Linked DNA regions of Arachis hypogaea: region 1 is linked to region 2. The links are chromatin contacts, called in public Hi-C maps. All regions are on one chromosome and are shown on one strand. Each heading gives the region's core, a stretch centred on a gene start, on an enhancer-like site or on the middle of the called end of the contact. The rest is flanking DNA. Distances are from core to core; before and after follow the strand shown. Region 1 has its middle 14 kb from the start of LOC112716354. Region 2 holds the start of LOC112716352 (AAA-ATPase ASD, mitochondrial).

The links. A called contact is a pair of places that touch in the nucleus more often than the background predicts.
Region 1: a contact with region 2 is called in a Hi-C map of leaf, with 2.9 times the contacts expected there. The contact joins the enhancer-like site here to the promoter of LOC112716352 in region 2. A contact is called at or near these places in 3 of 8 Hi-C or Micro-C datasets (leaf and an unstated tissue).

The regions. Positions count from the first base shown.
Region 1 is chr10:107,113,254-107,118,844 of arahy.Tifrunner.gnm2.J5K5, reverse strand. No RefSeq gene overlaps it. Among protein-coding and RNA genes, the nearest start is that of LOC112716354, 14 kb to the left of the region's middle. Within about 2 kb of position 2,749, at least 3 of the 3 cell types and tissues checked have open chromatin away from gene starts, as enhancers often do.
Region 2 is chr10:107,066,191-107,072,300 of arahy.Tifrunner.gnm2.J5K5, reverse strand. It overlaps LOC112716352 (AAA-ATPase ASD, mitochondrial), which reads right to left and starts at 4,021. Exons shown (of 2, transcript XM_025768247.3): 1 at 2,972-4,021; 2 at 1,362-2,125. The coding sequence starts at 4,021. The coding sequence ends at 1,736.

The DNA.
Region 1 (5,591 bases), core at 1,500-3,999, 48 kb before region 2:
CGACCATCGCCGCTATACGTCACATGACCTTTTTCTTGCAATACATTATCTTTAGACCAGTGAAATGGATCCAGATAAGTGTAGAACTAAAAGAGTCCTCTGTAGGATGAAAATTAAAAGACTAAGGTTTCACTGCCATGCAAAAATCTTCAATCATTCACGGGCCTTTGAGTAGGACTTTCTCTTGATTCTCCCTCAGATCACATTTCACTAGGAAGTAGTCATTTCCTACATCTAGGATCTCATATCCTCCTTTTGCTTCCAAATATATCTGTGTTTATGCAACAAGACTATGTAACTAAAATATTTTTGCATCACCTTGACCTCAATGGAGTCATTATAGGGTTCCGCTAGAGCCCTTCTCCCTTCCTCAGAGAAGGTGACCTTAGGTCTCCCCCCTCGACCTCCTTCAACCACGGCTACACGGTACTCATCCAAAGAGTCATCAATGACTAAGGGTTTTGGGGTCAACAAACCAACCACCTTATCCCTAAAAGAAATCTTAGGTCCAGCAGCTTTTGTCGTGAATTGTTTTTCCATGTATTGCTTCCATCCTCTTTTGCTTCCTTCCCCATGCCTCCCACATCCTTTTGAAAAGTGAACGGTTCTAGATTTTTTCTTTGTCTTTTTCCGATGGATTAGCCTGCGTCGCCACTCTCTCGTTCAGCCCGCTCTCTCCTTCTCTCACTTTTTTATAAAGCAATAAAGGAATTAATAATTTAAACCATGTAAGAGAAGATGTTGAATAGTTAAATCACACTTTACAAAAAATTTGATAACAAAATTGAGAAGATCTATTTTTCTTGTGACGTGAATTTAATTAATTGCTTCTTGAATTTATTCTTTATTCTTAAATTATCTATCTCTTTTATTTCTTAAATTTATTAAAAAAATCTGATGTATCTAAATATGATTTTGCCTAAATATATTAACTTTTAATAAAAAATAAATAAATAATGAAGGAACAGTTCCTTCTAGAAAGAGGGAAGAATTATATATCGAACTCTTTGTTTTTAAAAAATAAAAAATGAATGCCACAATGTACATACACTTAGCATGGATATTGTTCATTTTATGTCTGAATACAAGACTCCACGGAGACACTTGATTGTATTTGTCATTTTAATTTGATTGTGAACCTATTCCATGTATAGAAATCGTTAATTACATCAAAAGCAATGTTTGTGGTCCTCCAAAAGCTACCTTTGATCAACCAATTTTAATATATAAGGTTTAATGTACCTGTTGCCAGAAAAAAGGGAAAGCTTAACATTAATGTTAGCTCTTAAAAGTCTTATTGTTAATAAAAGGGTTGTCATTTTTTTGGCCTGGCAGTGTCAAATCTTATCTAACTGCTTAGACAGAATTTTTGTGGGGACAAAAAAATTTTAACACAAAAGTTATATAATAGCATTTATATTAAATGAAATTTATAAATATAAATATTTTTTAATTAGAAAAAACTACCCAAAATACACCTAAATTATTTTATTGTTGACAAAAATATCTTTAAATTTTGTTATCGACAAAAATATTCTCAAATAATTTAAAAATATGCCAAAGATATACCTCTGTGAATTGAGCCGCACTACGTTAACGAAAAAATAACAGTATTTTTGTTATTTTCAAATAATTGAAAGATATTTTTGTCGATAATATAAATAAAAGGTATTTTTATCAATGTCAAAATAATTCGAGTATATTTTTATAATTTACCTTTTTGAAGTATGACACTAATATATTAATAAACGAATAATTTTACAAATAAAAATTATAAAATACTTTAAAATAATACTGTTTAAATAATACTTTAAAATAATACTGAAGTGACTTGACATTTTTAATAATTGAAATATAAACTTAACTTTTCAATATTTTTTATCAATATAAATAACCAAATTAAATGAATATTTGAATGCCTCTATCTAGAAAATTTCAATCAAAGAATTCATAATTCATAAAAAATAAAATAATATTAAATTAAGTAAAAAAAAAAACAAAGCTTTAACCGATAGTAACTGAAAATTAGAAAAGGGGACAAGAAAATGTATTCATGGAGGCAAAAATTTTTGTGGGTTTATCGTTTATTTAATTGATTTTTTATAATTAGTTAAAATTTGAATGAGTATGAATTCGAATCACAGGTATTCAAACTACTAATGTTTATATAAAAATTTTGGGGTGAGGACCATGGCCCCATGGTCATAACAAAGCTCCGATTGAAAAAAAAATTTTTTACATCATCTTTTAATTTGACAATATTTGTTGTTGTCTAATTAATTTTGAATTTTTGACACTTATTTAGTGGATTAGTGACTAAATTAATTTAATTTTTTTTATTTTCTACGGTATCTTTTATTCTAGCAGGCTAATGACTAATTCATCGTTTTATTTTTATTGTTCATAATATCCCACAACTCGATAAGTCAACCACTAATTCATTACGAATTTGAGTTATATTTAAGAGTCTGTCGCTGACCAATGAATCACTGCATACACAAAGCATAATTTGAACTCCCGATACTTACTTAAACGGACAAGCGACTTGACTACCCAACTAACCAAGTTGGTTTTGTTTATTCAAATTTAATCCTTTCTTTAATTATTTTTGGTCTGACCCAAATTTAGTCTCATTCTTTTTTGGACTTCAAGCCAACATTAATCTCAACGGTACCTGTGTGCCATATAAGGCCTAGACGAATTTGGTGGGCTTACACATCAGCAACTTTGATTTCATAGAAACCATTTTGGAGTGGACTATAATAGATGTTGGGCTTTTTAATACCGCCTTCTACGATGATAGTTTTGGAGCCCGCATTTATAATCCCCAGTATATTTTTTTAGTGATATCCAAATTAGTTTCTACAAAAAAAGTTGATAATTTGTCTCTTACTTGTTTTAGAAGATTAGGAGATCAATTTGTTAGTGGAAAAATAGAGTACAACTACAAAGAAAAATTTGGTAGCTACAACCTTTCTCTTTTAAGAATATTAAAAGAATTAGTTTCTAATTGAATAAATACATAAATCAATTTTTATTTTAAAATTTTAGACAATTTAATTACCACTCAAATTTTTATGACTTTTTAAAAAATTTAGATATTAATTTTCTAATATTTCAAAATAACATGAATCAATTTGTCAATTTTTTTGGGGAGTCAGAGATTAACTTGACCAATTTGGGATTTTAGACTTTTTATTTTTCTATATGAGAAACGACAAAGTACGTGCTAATTCTTTTTTAGACCGCAGTGTACTAAACTTCTAAAATATTAAGACGTGTATTTAAAAGAAAATAATGTTTTATACATTATTATGGACTACAAAGTACAAACCCAATTGTATTGTCATTTTTAGGGCTTCTCCTTACTTTGGGATTTAAAAAAAAAAAATCCAACAACATATACTTACAAATAAAATTAACAAATTTACCCTCCAAAAAAATCTAATTTGTATTCACATACAAACTAATATAATTAATAAAATCATAAAAAAAATTCTAATTTTCATCAACATACACTAATTAATATGATTATTAAAATTATCCAAAAAATTATAATTTCTATTATCATACTAACAAATATAATTAATAATAAAAAAAGGTTAAGTAGACTAAGCGTTGTGCTTAACAGTAATACTATATGTGTACTATGTAAAAAGGAGATAGAATCTGTGCAGCATCTATTTCTGTTTTGTGAGTTCACCTGGCAGATATGGTGTGCTTGGTTGAGGACTTGGGATAGAGATTGGACCATTCTTGGAACCATTAAAGAACTGTTTGAAAGTTAGACCAGCATGCACACTAAAAAAGACACGCAGAAGACATGGCTGAGTGGATTCTTTGCAGTGATTTGGAACGTCTGGTTGGAGCGCAATGTCAGAATTTTCAATAATAAAGAAACAGGTGTTGATATCATAAAGAAAAGGACGTTTTTGAGCTACAAAGAATGGACTGATAAGAATCCTTGTGGTTGTTGATGGCAATGTCGGAGATGACCGAGAAGTCATAACTTTTGTATGCAGTTTAATTTATGTTTGTTTGCTCGCGCTCCACTCTAATGTGTTGAGCTTTCTTTACTTCAAAAAAATTATAATTAATAATATTATTAAACATAATATAATTATAAACATAATATTATAATTAAAATAATATAATTATCAATATACTAACTAATAATATTATTAAATATATAAAATAAATATTTCTTAAAATTATCTAAAAAATATTATTATTAACAAACTAATATTATTAACAAATATCAAGAAAAAAAAAACGTGCTGGTCCCAAAAATTACCAAAAAATATTACCCAACATTATTAATTCTAATTTCTCTAATATCAAATTCCCAAAAAAAAAAATCCATTACTATTACTAACACACTGTGAATAAACATCATTAAGCAACAACATTAACATTATTTAATTAACATAAACGTCATTTAAACAACAACACTACACTATATATTCTCATTCTCTACACATACTACACTATAACACTATCATTTAAGCTACAACATTATGCTAAGCAAATTTTTATAGAAAAAAAACCTTACCTATATAGTTGGGATGCCTAAAATACTAAGTAATATGATATTCAAAACGATCAATTTCTTTGTTTTTTATTGCTCTAGGCATTTGTTCTAAGGGAAAAAAATTAGAATCCTATTACTACTACACCCTCATTCCCTGTTAATTTTTGAAATAAGTATAAAAGTGATAGCGAGTTGTATGAGAGTGAGAGAGACTAGTCTTTTTCACCCCATATACATGTACGACATCCGCTTATCTCTATAAAAAATACGCTAAAAATCAACAGCAAAAACGACGACTTGTATTGATACTTTTTAATTTATCGATTTTTTAATAATGTAAAAAAATCAATGATTAAATTGTCAACAATAAAAGAAAGAGAAGTTTTCCATTTTTTTATAAAATCGACGGTCAGACTATCGATAATATGATTTAAAATTGACAAACGAGCCGTCGATAATAATAAAAGCTAATATTTCTTTTTGTAATAAAATCGACGACCATTTCATCAATTTCGGTATTTATTAACAACTTAGATGTTTGTTATTTTATTTTCTTACTTTACTTTTAATAAAAAACGAGACAGCTAAGTTTTCACTACAAGAAAAATGTTGAGTACCGTCGGATTTACCGTTGTCTTGGAGTTCACCGTATCAACGTCGCGAAAAACGGCTCACTGGCGATTTTTTCGTCCAACGCTAATTACCTATGAATTTTTCGTCGATATTTTCAATGGATTTGTCGAGATTGAGTTGATGATTAATTACCGTCGGATTTATCGATGAGCACCAACAATTGAAAGCCTATTAGAACAAATGCATTATAAAGACATCACGAAAATGAAAATGGAAGCAAATAAATCAGAAACCAAAAGAAAAGATGGATGCAACACAAAGAGAGTAAAAGGTAGGGATCGAAGATGGGTTACCGTGAGTTAAAGGGAAAGATTAGAGGTAGCGACAACAGGGCGAATTAACGGAGTTATAGCAACGACGAGGTGGCGCGATGGGGTGTTTAGAGTTTAAAGATGTGGTTCTGAAATTGTAGATAATGGTTTTGAAA
Region 2 (6,110 bases), core at 2,772-5,271:
CCTAAACATAAGTTAAAAAATAAAAGAACGCTTATGCATCAACATTTTAGAAATATAATTGTTATGAAGAAAAATATATTCTTATAAAAGTTGTAAAATAAAATTCAATCAAATTCTAAAAATTATTTACCTAAAAAGAACATTATTTTTTTGGTGGTTCAGAAAAACAAATTCTAAAGTTCTAGGTATCCACTCTCGTCTCCGTTTTGTAAAAAATTTCATCAAATCAAATAGTTTAGTAGTTAACTGTCGTTTACAAAAGTGGGAAGCGGGGAAGAAATGAAGGGACCAAATTGGAATTTCTGGGAGTTGATGCAAATTCAAAGCATCCATGCATTCACATTGATTGATTTTGAATATTAAAACAAGGTAAAGTAGTAAGTTTATAGGATAAAGTTCACAAAAGTGAAGAACATGATAAAATAATAAAGCAAGATTTTAATTATCTTTAAATTAAGATGGTAAGAATTTCAATTAATAATGGTTAGAAATTCAAAGATAATTAGTGTTTTTTTTTGTCGTCTATGGTATTTTTCAATTTCAATAGGTCAAAAATTAATCTATTAAAAATTAAATTTTATTTAAAGAGTTATCATTAGTTAATAAGTTGCTTGCATACAATATAAAATTCAAATTTTGGACACTTAACGAGTGAATTAACCAGTCAACTAATTCAATTAATTGTGTTATTTTATAATTTTACCAACTTTTTCACTTTAGAGGATTGACTATCATTTTTTTTTTTGTTAAATGATTTGCCTAATGGATGTAGATGGAACGGGTCATGTCCATGAATAAACAAAAGGGGAGGCCCAACAAAGAAAAATAAATTCGAAATTCGTTCAAATTTATGGAGTTTTTCACATTTTCTGACCAAAATACGGAGTTTCAGATATTTGCCAACTCCCAAAAAAAAAATTTGTCGGCCTAATGGATTTATGTTCTTTATAACTTCATGATTTGGTCCAGTATGTATAACAATGAAAATAAGTTATTCTTCAAAAAGAAATTCGAGAAGACAAATTATTAAGAGGACTTCTTAATTGGAAAAAAAGGATAGTGATCCATTTAGGAAAGGAAAAAGAGGAATATATATTTATTTCTATATAATCAAATCTGAGTACATAATAACAGGTTTTTATTCTTATTATTTTCAAAACTGTTGAATTTATTTATTTTATTTTTTAAAGAGAGAAAATCCAAGTAGACATGCATTTTGATGTTTCCTACTGCAATATTAGTTCTTGTTTCTTTGCATTGTGTGTGTTTTCAACCCTGTTTTTGGCCACCGTCTTTTAAGCAACTTGTAAGTTTTAACCATTCACAGTTCAGTGTTTGCATATAATTAAAGGGATATGATATTAGCTTCCCAAATGATAAGCTCTGGTTCATTCTGTTCAACTTTATCATCATTTTAGCACATATCTATTGGATTTTAAGTTAGGTCCTCAACTATTAGTTATTGTACACATAGCCGCTAAAATAATTCAGCAAAATCCAGGCCTAACAGGACCCTATATTTCCACAATTTTCCAATGACATAAACAGATAAAAAATTTAAAAAAAATGTATAAATATTTTTGAATGCCTCATCCATTCCCTTCCACTAAGCCACTCCCTTTTAGCCTCTAATTTGTGGCTTTAGTCGGCCGCCGATTCTAAGCTCGATTTAAGAATCTCTTACTGTTGCTGGTCAATGAATTGCTCCATAAATAACATAGTTAAAAGAATCTTTTTAAGTATTGCTTGCATGTTTGTTCTGTTTGAAGTTGGTTTCTTCAAGTGATTGAATCAAAGCCTTCAAATAAAGGTCTGGATTGTTCCCAAAAGCAGGTTTGGGCATAAAGTGCTCAGCAACATCAGCTGGTGTGATTTGAGAGTGTTTGAGCAAGTCAGAAATTGTTGAAAACAAATGGTGTGATTCAATTTTAAGGTAATTCTTGGCCAGCAACTTGAATGCCTCAAATCCACAGTATGATAATTCAATGTGCATGTCCATTCTCCCTCTTCTCACCAATGCTGGATCCAATTTCTCAACATAGTTTGTAGTGAAAACTATTAGCCTCTCTCCTCCACATGCAGACCACAATCCATCAATGAAGTTCAGAAGCCCTGAGAGTGTAACCTGTTACATTCATTGCACAAATATCATCATGAGTACCAAGTACAATACAATTCGGATAGGACACATAACAATAAATATAATAATTTTATGAAAAAAAAAAAGATAACAGAATAGTCAAATTTTAAAAAGTTTAAAATAACAATATTATATTTGATATAGATTTTAGATATATACACCATAGTTAAGCGAGCAAAAATAAAATAACTACTGAAATTATATTCATCTAATATAAACTTAAAAAACTCGTTTAAAAAAAAAATAATCAAACACGTAAGCCAAGATCTAACCAAACTTAAAATTTAATATATTTTATTAGATTTAGATTTGTCATTTTTATTTGATATTATTTTAAGAATTAAAATATGCAATTAGTAATAAAAATTATATTTTTATATTTTAATTAATATTTTTATATTATAATAATATTTTTACTTTAAAATATTTTATATATAATAAAACTCACCCTAACTAATGTTTAGATTTACTTGCACTTAATAATTTGGTGAAAATTTAAGTACCGATAATTTCATGTAAATTTGGACTTTATTTTATTTTTGTAATTTAAATAAAAAAATTTATCTTATAATTTAAAAATTAAAAATAAAAAATTTTGGTTTTTAAAATTTTTTTTTAGGATTTTGGATTTCGAATTTAGAGTTTCGGTTTATGATTTAGGGTTTGTAGATAGTTGTAAGTGATTAAATTTAATTAAACATATCAAATTATTTAACTATTCTCAACTATTAACTTTGTAGCTAAGTTTTCTATTTTTATATTTTATTTTTTTTCACAAAATTTAAAAAATAAAAAATACTAAAATTGAAGTATTTCTGCAATGTAGCTAACCTGGCTGCTCTTAACATCTCTTTCTTTCAACCCACTCTGCTTCTTCTTCCGTTGATCTTCTTCTTCTTCTTCTTCTTCATCTTCCTTCGCTCTTTCCATTTTCTTCCTCCTCTGACCAGTTAGATCAAGTGAACAATCTATGTCCTCAATCACAATAATGGACTTGCTTGATGTCTCAATCAACAGCTTCCGCAACTCTGTGTTGTCCTTCACAGCAGTCAGTTCCAAATCATACAAATCATATCCCAACAGATTCGCCATCGCCGCGATCATCGTCGACTTCCCCGTCCCCGGAGGACCAAAAAGTAAATACCCTCTCTTCCAGGCCCTTCCAATTCTTGCATAAAACTCCCTTGACTTACTAAACGTTACCAAATCATCAATGATCCTTTTCTTCAGTTCCTCGTCCATCGCCACGCTTTCAAACGTTGCCGGATGCTCAAACACAACATGGTTCCAAAACGAACCGCTATTAGTATAAAGCTTCCTCTGCCTATTTCTAACCATAACCGCTTTACCTTCTCTCATAACATGATTAAGATATGTTCCTAAAACCATGTTTCTATGTTGTTTATGGAAGGTAAGCTTGTAGTACCTTTTCTCGTCCGCTAAATTGTTGTGTAGAGAAAGTGTTTGGGATTTGGCAACGTTTTTGCCAGAAACCCACCAAAGCTTAACACCATTGAACTCATCACACACTTCTTCATGGTCATCCATGGTAAGAAGAAGGGTTTGGTTGTTCTTGCCTATGTCACCTTTGAGTCTCTTAGCTTGTGTTGTGGCCTTGGAAGAAAGGTAATTCTGTATGGAAGTATAAGCCTCACTTCTACTCATGTGTCTATCACCAATGAGTTCATTGAATGTGATTTGGATGTAAGGGTAAACAAAAGAGAACAACCTTAGAGTGTGTTTTTGTGCTTGGTTTCGGATTTGGAATGGGAAGAATTTCTCGAATATGGCCCAAATAAACATCAATGAAGCAATTATGGATCCTATTTGACCAAACATCGTGTCTCCTGCTCTTGTCTTCATCTTACTCTCCTCGATCATCTTTTTGAGAAGGCTTTTAGGGACTTGTCTTTTATAGAGGTTAAGTATTGCTATATGAACAAGGCATATACGTCACTCACCACGCGTCCACGCGTGTAACTTAGGCACCAAGCATCTTATTTTTATTTTATCCACAAAATGACACTTTCTTATCTTAAATTTCATTTCTTTTCTATTTACAATATGCATATTAAAATAACATGTTATTTATTTTTTAATTAAAATATAATTACTATAATTATATATATATATATTAGTAGATACTTATTTTATTAATTTTCATAATAATAATATAAAATATTTTAAATTTTTATGTATTTCATAATAATAAATAAAATTATTATATCAATAATATATATTATTTGAATTAACCAAAAAATTATCACTAATTTATATATAGAATTCTAATTAATTTTAAAAAATAGTTTGGTCAAGAAAATTAATTTATTAAAAATATTAATTAATCTAATAATTTAATATTTTAACTAGATTAATTATTGATTCATTTTTGATAGTTATGCTTTGAATGTTTTTATATTTTATTTGATGGGTAAAATTTTAAGTAAGAAATTGAAAATGAATTAAGAATTTTACTCTTGTTTGATCAGTATGTTTATATTATGTGACCTTATGTCGGTATGTGTGCTTACTAAATTGTCTCGTATACACCGACTATACATTGCCTAATCAACTGGATAAAGAGTGTGCAAGTGCAATAAACGTACCTAACTGATTACCCTCCATCAATCATGCACGAACAAACTGTTATGGGATAGGACACGACATAAGATATATTGATACACGAATTAAAATTTTATAAGACACGAATATATATATATATATAATATAAAATATTTTTTTTAGATAAATTATAATAATATTTTAATATTTTATTGATATTAAAATATAAATTAATTTTTTAATTATTTTTAATATTTTATTTTAATTATATCAAGTATTTAAAATATTTTTTATTTTAATAAATAATAATATATTATATATAAATTTATTTTAAAAAAATATGTTAAGAATAAGGTTGAACACACTGATATGTGATGGTATTTAGGTGTATCCAAAAGTATTTGGAAAAAAATTTTTTCTTTTTATTAAGACACGGTTAGACACAGCAAACACGCGTGTCGAATAAATATCGGTAAATATTGTGTTCGAAATGTGTCCGACATACAGACATGACAACTCAGCGAAGTGTCTGTGCTTCATAGCCCTCAATAGCCTTCAATAGCGAGCAAATGACAACGAATTCTGAAGATCAGTGTTCAAACATTAGGGAGAAAGATGGCAGAATAGAATTAACAACTAATAATTAACGGCTCAATTAATAGACAATAAAAAATCTAAACAATGTAAACAACAGATTGAAAATTTGGCCTAATAAAATTTAAAAAAAAAACACTCCACTCAAATTACCCAACTAAAAAATTTCGTTCAGTAATTCAAAAATTTTAACAATCTATTATACTCTAATTTACTAAAATAACAGCTTCTCCCCAAATTTTCTACAGTTACGCGGTTGCTTGGTCACCAACTAGCTCCCATCGTTGCCGCTGGGATCCCTTCACTGCCGCTGGTTCGTCAATAAGAACCCTCATCGATACTTAAGGATAACCATCAATCATTCGCATATCTAGTAAATTGAACATTCGGCATATTTTAATTGTATCTAACTAAACAAATTCCAATCAAATAACTATTCACATAAAAATTAAATTAACCATTCGCATATCTACTAAAATGACCATATGGTATATTATGAATTTCCTTTAAAGAAGAATAAAAAAATGAAATTTCGCATGTGATGTCCAAGAGGCATGCAACTCATGAGATCTTGGCGGTATGAGCCACTGGACAGGTTATGATGCTCAGGAATAGGCTCCATATTTAGTTCACTCTTGGGCAATATGAACCCCATGGCCAAATCCAGGCATCGTCAAATTCAGCAAAAAAGGTTGATCAGCAGAGCTGCGAATCGTGAAGGGAGAGGTGGTATGGTGGTCGGGCGGCGAGAGTTTTGCGGCGACGACGATGACTGTTGCAAGGGAAATTGATACCGGCGAGGGGGTGCAAAACG